Regions from separate parts of the Sus scrofa genome. Here region 1 is linked to region 2. Evidence: chromatin contacts called from public Hi-C data. All regions are on one chromosome and are shown on one strand. The core of a region is the stretch at or near the end of the contact, and the rest is flanking DNA. Distances in the headings are between cores, read along the strand shown.

Region 1 (3,507 bases), core at 683-3,182, 220 kb before region 2:
TGGTTCCTAGTCGGATTCGTTAACCACTGCGCCACGACGGGAACTCCACTATTCTTTTTTAACAATTAACCAGGACCTGCTGCAGAGCACCGAGAACTCTACCCAACATTCTGTGATCACCTATGTGGGAACAGGATCTGGAAGAGAATGGGCGTGTGTCCATGTAGAACTCAATCGCTTTGTCATGCAGCAGAAATGACCCCAACCTTGCGAATCCACTCTACTTCAATAAAACTTACGGAAAAAAAAAAAAAAAAAAAAGGCAGACATGAGGCTGAACACTCAAAAGGACGCAAGCCTAGGGATGTCCTGCCTCCCCCTGTTTTTAGGTTAGCCGTCTCCACCCCTTTTTTCTGGAGGAGAAAATGCATTTGACCACCGGCCCAAGTGGCCCCATCCGGCAGGCTCGGTAGAGTCGGGGCAGGAGAGGGCGAGCCTAAAAGTAGGGCTTCTTCTCAGAAATAAGTGCGGGATGAGCCAGTGGTAGCCACAGACACGGTCCCTCCCTCATAGTTGGTCTGCAGATATTCTCAGGGACTTGGAGGGCCTCAGACTTGGAGGAGGTGCCACGGGCTAACGCTGGGTCCGGGCCCTCGCTCTCGGAGCGATGGGTTGACAGGTGCATCCGCTGTCAGGACCACGGTTTCCGCCATGCCTAGGGACCAAAGTCAGCGCAAGAACTGAGAGAACAGAACTCCGAAGCGAATGGACTCACGCTCAGAACGTGGCCGACTTTTCTTTGCATCTTAGTGCACAAGAAGCGGGTCCAGCGCCTTTCTATGAAGAACAGTATCTATTTTCTACATTTTATACACTCCGAGTGCTGTCTTTTCCCTGTGGGAAAACATTTCTCTTTATTTACTTCTTCCCTCCACATAAAACATACACTGAACTGCAAGAAGGACCACTCCCCAGGTCCCGCTTTTTTGTTTTTTCTTTTTTTTTTTCCCTGTCTTTCCCCTTTTTCTGGTGCTACTTTATCACAGGATCCAGGAGGATTTCCACAATCTTATTAATATTTAACATTTATTGTTAGTCTCCTGAGCCACCACAGAGACATATATTATCTCTTTGCAAGATTTAATGTCATCCTTAGTGATTCATATTCTCGACGGTATGCTTTCTGCTTAGAAAAAAAAATCTTCATCTCCCAGTTACACTGTTCTGTGCCTGGATGAAGTTCCAGTGTTTGGGCCAAAGGAAGAGGTAGTAGACGGTGAGGTTATTTATACTTTGTCCACCAGGGATGCAAAGTTGTTTAATGGTAACTTGTGGAATTATTCAGCTCACATTCTATATTTATAATTCTTTTGAAGGGCCTTAAAATACAGACTTAAGTTAAATTAAAAACTTAGGGAGGCCAGCCTAAGCCTTATTTAACTTTGGACTATCTTACCAGCAAAGTTTGCTCAGAAGCTAATACCTACTATAAACTCAATATCATGGGATTGATTTGTCAATCAATGGGAATAAATTATTTTAAAAAATATTTTAGCAGAAGAATGTGCCATAAGGATAAAATTAGAAAAAAAAAATAGTGACAACACACCCCTGGGCAGTTTGGGGGAATTGATTTATATTGGCATTTTTCTACCTTCTGAATTTGGTTCTTAGTAAGTACAGTATGAGAGGGTTAATGCACAGTGGCTCCGAATTATGAGCCCTGCCCGTGAACTGAAAGGGACATGTAAGCAAGAGAGTTGAAAAATCAGGTTGTCCTCTGTTTTTAAATGTCAAAATTTATGGCAAGGTTAATTTGGTTACAACACAGTGAATATAAATGATGAAATTCAATACATGTTTTTCTCTAACATGAAAAAAAATACCGCATACCAACAATTAATGTGCTAACTGAAAATGAGTCTTATCTATTCTATTGGCAAACCTCACTTGGAAACAGTGCGTTGGCTGACTCTGACTGATGGGAACGCCAAAGATCTAAGCCTGATTCATTTTTTTAAAAATATTCTCCAGTGCTGATACCTATATTCCAAATTAGTCCTTCACCTAACTAGTGTTTTTGGCTCCAGTCCCATATTAAGAAGTTGAATTTGCTCTACAGAACATGCAGTTCAAAGCACCTAGGTTTAGAGGGCAGGCAGGCTTTGTTCTAATATTGACCCCATCTTTTACCTGTTGTGTGACCTGTAGAATAAGCCTTTAATCTTTTAAAAATATTCATTAGCATAATACCAAGAATAGCAACTGTACTTATTGAGCTATAACTATGCTTTAGTAATTTTCATTGGGGCGTCAGCCAGTCATTCCTGATGGATAGAAAAGTTCTCACATAAAATGAGTCAGATGACCTTGGCCACAACTCCTAGCTCTGCACAAAGCCACATGCTGTCACAGTGTTATCGCAGTCCCTCCCAGCTCCTGGAGACCAGATGCAAAGCTTGGCATGTTTAATAAAGGATCAGGAGTCCCCCCTGTGGTGCAGTGGGTTAAGCATCCAACTGTAGCGACTTGGGTTGCTGCAGAAGCGTGGGTTCAATCCCCCGCCTAGTGCAGTGGGTTAAAGGATCCAGCGTTGCTGCAGCTCAGATTCAATTCCTGGCCTCGGAATTTCCACATGCCATGGGTGTGGGTATAAGGAAAGAAAAAAAAAGTACCAGTGTGTCCCTTGTCAGCTCCAAGGTAAGTGTTTGTTGCTTTGAGTAGGGATGCCATTATCACTGTTTTTTAAGAAAACTACAATGAGGTATCACCTCACACCAGTGAGTGGCTATCCTCAAAATCTACAAATAATAAATTCTAGAGAGGGTGTGGAGAGAAGGGAACCCCACTACACTGTTGGTGGGAATGGAAAGTGGTGCAGCCACAATGGAAATCAGTATGGTGGTTCCTTAAAAAACTAAAAATAGAACTACCATATAATCCAGCAATCCCACTCCTGGGCATCTATCCAGAGAAAACCGTAATTTGAAAAGATACACGCGCTCCAGTGTTTATTACAGCACTATACACAATAGCCAAGACATGGAAACAATCTAAATGTCCATCAACAGAGGATTGGATAAGGAAGATGTGGTACATATATACAATGGAATATTACTCAGCCATAAAAAAGACTTAAACAATGCCATTTGCAGCAACATGGATGGACCTAGAGATTATCACATTAAGAGATGTAAATCAGACAAAGACAAATGCCATATGATATCACTTACATGTGGAATCTAAAAAAGTGATACAAGTGAACTTATTTACAAAACAGAAATAGATGCACAGACATAGACATCAAACATATGGTTACCAAAGGGGGAAAGAGGTAATAAATTAGGAGTTGGGGATTAACATACACACAGTGCTACATATAAAATAGGGAAGCAACAAGCAACTACTGTATAGCACAGGGAACTAGATTTAATATCTTGTAATAACTTCTAATGGAAAAGAATTTGAAAAAAGAATAGATATATAACTGTACACTTGAAACTAACACAGCATTGTAAGTTAACTATACTTCAATTCAAAAAAAGAAGCATCTTTTCTTTCTGCAGA
Region 2 (3,482 bases), core at 668-3,167:
CAAGTCTGGAATACCGGCATGTGAGCTTTAAGGAATGACGTAAGGGCCATCGTTTATGGTGTTCTTTTGTTCCCTAGAATGCAGGCTGGGCACAGGCGAGAATCCTATGTCTTCCTGTGCTTTAGCCTCTGGGGTCCAGCAGATGCTATGGTGTCTTCCTCAGACAGTGGCTTGCTGCTCCCAAGGTCTGCCCACCAGGCTCTCTGCAAAGCAGACAGAGTTCCCTCCCAAGAGGTACTTCCTGCTCTGCGTGTTTGTTTTGAAGACGTAGGGTTCGCTAAGTACAGGGGACCAGAAAAAGAGCGAGGTACCAACCCGTTGTGTCAGAAGTGAAATGCAGCCCCAGGCAGCGCAGAAAAGAGGGAAGGGGAGATCTTCAGAGTTTCCAAGGTCAGTGCCAGTGTCATACCATCTTCTGAATCAGTTTAAGCAAATTCCCTAAAGTTAGGCCACTGGGCAAAAGACCCCAAGGTCTTTCTTGGGGGGAAAAACCGTAACTGCCCAGTTACCCCTTTTCTGTATTTAAATGATGGAGATGGTGAGCAGGGACTCAGAGGGGTGAAAGGGATGCCTTTTCTCCTTTTCCTTGAGAAGGTCATGGAGCCACCTGACCAACTGGGAGAAGGGCTGCTTGAGAATTTGTTGATAAGTAATCGTTTTCTTACCGTGTCCACTGAAATCGATGCAGAATGACTCCCTTCCACTGTTTCTCCAGATTTAAGTGTTTCTTCTAATAATGCATGATATTTGTATAGTGAAAAGTTTATGAAGTCACAAATTATTTCCTTTTTATAGCTGAATTAACTTAGCAAGGTGAATGAAGTGGCTTGTTCAGAGTAACACTGCTTGTTAACAAGTGTGCAGGAGAGTCTAGATGGAGTCTCCTGATAGCTAGATCTGAATTGATACTGCTTCTAAGAGATCCTGGTTGTGGAAGAAGGTTTGTATAGGGTAGGACTGAAGACCAAATGGCAAGAACTCTAGGAAGGGGATAAAAATAGCCCTGAGAATATTAGAAGAAACAACTTGTCATGTCTTTGTGTGTGCGTGTGTGTGTGCCATGTCTGTGGCTACAGGATGGTGCAAAGATTCTAACTTTGCCCTCAACCAAAAATGGAGGTCAGAGGTCAGGGATAGGAGGTGCCCCTGGGGGACCCACACAGAGGGCAGGTGAATTCCATCCCCCGCCCCAGTCCCTTTCCTCACTTAGGTCAGGCGGTGGAGTGGAAGGACATTCTCTAGTTCTCAGAAGATGGAGCTGCAGCAGCTCGAAGCAAAAGAGAAATGACCATGTACCTACAAACTTTGTTCCTGGTTATCTGTTGTCCCACGCACTTTGCCATGTAATAGAAGCATGATCCCTGTCAGTAATATCATCTTAGACACGAAGGGATAACTAAAAATGGTCCAGAGAGTGGCTGGACGGTGCAACATTCCTTCATCAAAGCAATTAATATCCTTGGGATAAAACTGCATTGGTCTGATACCTTAAAGTAGGGTTTTTTGTTTTTTGGTTTTTTTTTTCCCCATTTGGAATGAAACTTTCTAAGTTATGTGAATAGTAGAAGGTGGATAAAGCTGTGTTGGTCGGATACTTAGTTAAAAGAGGGGTTTCTTTTTTTTCCCTCTGGAACGAAACCTCCTAAGTCGTGTGACCAGGAGAAGGTGGAAAGAATTTGTGCTGTGTTCTCATCCAAGCTTTGTTTTGCTAATGTCAGGTAGATACAATCCTCACTCGTTTCTGGGTAAGAGGGTGACGTCCTTGGTTTGGCTTAATTCTAAGACTATGACAGAGAAATTATGTATTTGATAATGGCTCTGAAATCTACAAGTTGATCTGGCATCAGTCCGCATGGACCATAGATTCCTGCTGGGAAGTTCATTCAAGCTATTGCTGAGGCTTCCAAAGTACAGTATGTGACTGGCAGAGTGAACACACTGGTGCCCTATACGTGTCAGCTTTTTGTCCTCAAACCATCTTTAACCAGTTGCAGCGGCCAGCTAATGTTTCAACATTATTTTTAGAATGTCAAACTCTGATCATCACATGGACAACAGATATTTTCAGCTGAAGGATGCATGCTTAATGTGAAAATGTTGTGTGCATGCTAGAGCTTTACTCTGTATTTCTCTCCGTTGGATTATTTAATAATCAATTTGAGTAAAGTTTCACTTTAATACTCCTAGAAATTAGAGGAAAATATTGCTTACATTCATTTGCTGTGTTACACAGACACAGTACACAGCCAAGGTAAAAGATAAAAGATCAATTCCTATGGATCTCAGAGTTTCAAGCTTTTAAAGCTGTGTTATAGAAACTTTGTAATTATTGTGGGTAATCTTGCAGAAAATTAAATGTTGAGTTTGCATATGTGAAGAAGTTTGGACTGTTTGGCTCACCATAGCTTGTTAGTGCTCAGCATTTCACCATCCCCATCAGGCTTTGGGTTTCAGTTCACTGCTAGTAAAATGCTATTTGTAGCATGAGTGAAATCCCCAGCAGGGCCCGCAGCATTTTATGTTTGAGACGTATTTTAGAGAACTTGTGCCTGTTTCAAAATGGCGCTAGACCAATGGTTCTCAGCTTGGGGCACTTTTGCCCCCTAAGGGATTATGTTTGAAGACATTTTTGATGCTTACAACTGGGAAGAGGATGCTATTGGGATCTCGTGAGTAGACACTGCTGATGCTGCTAAACATACAATGTACACAGCAGCCCCTCCACAATAAGGAATTATCCAACCCACAATGTCAACCCTGTTGCGATGGAGAAGCTTTGCGCTTCCAAGATTTAAAAGGTAAGGGAGAAAGTAGGTAGCTTAAATATCTTCAGATTTAAAAAAAAAAAACGTGGATGATTTCCTGGTTAGAATTTTCCCCATGGGATGTGGAATAAAGGTGAAAAAGACAAACAAGTCATATATTTAACGAGTCATATATTTGCTGTAAAAAATAATGGGAGTAGAATATGCATGTGGTGGCCATTGAGCTACATAGGGCAGCCACCATCCCAACAATATCAATTGCAATGACTTATGTAGAGTTTACTGTGTATCAGGTACTTATGTAGAGCTTACTGCACACCAGGAACTGCCAGTTCTGGCTATCCAAGGATTCAGTTAATCCTTAATGCAGCTCCACTGAGGATGTACCACGCCTGTGCCCTTCAGTACTCAGACACTTCCGGGCTCAAGTCGGTCGGAACAAGGTGAGCTTCTGGCAGGAAGTGTAAGGAACAGAGCAATGGCTGCAGGGACAACAATACATTTGGAAAGAAGGCTTTATTGTTCTCAATGCCCCCAGTTGCTCAAGCTTTCATTCTACGGTGCTGTTGTTGCCAAAGTGCTTCTCTGGGAAACTAGGATTGCCATCATAAAGCAGGTTTATATTAGCTTCTAGTGGGAGGAAAAGGAAAAGGTTTTATAACACACTGCTTGCCAGTTCTTCACCTGGTTCCACGCCTGTCTTTTCCTCTCCAATAG

Evidence for each region. A called contact is a pair of places that touch in the nucleus more often than the background predicts.
Region 1: a Hi-C map of heart right ventricle shows a contact between it and region 2, with 6 times the contacts expected there. The contact joins two enhancer-like sites. A contact is called at or near these places in 1 of 47 Hi-C or Micro-C datasets (heart right ventricle) and 1 of 2 datasets of contacts at active chromatin or transcription factors (skeletal muscle).

What each region holds. Positions count from the first base shown.
Region 1 is chr10:7,512,121-7,515,627 of Sscrofa11.1, reverse strand. No RefSeq gene overlaps it. Among named protein-coding and RNA genes, the nearest start is that of ESRRG, 140 kb to the right of the region's middle. Within about 2 kb of position 1,932, at least 2 of the 83 cell types and tissues checked have an H3K27ac peak or open chromatin away from gene starts, as enhancers often do.
Region 2 is chr10:7,296,451-7,299,932 of Sscrofa11.1, reverse strand. All of the region lies in intron 2 of ESRRG (estrogen-related receptor gamma), which reads left to right. Among named protein-coding and RNA genes, the nearest start is that of ESRRG, 73 kb to the left of the region's middle. Within about 2 kb of position 1,917, at least 1 of the 83 cell types and tissues checked has an H3K27ac peak or open chromatin away from gene starts, as enhancers often do.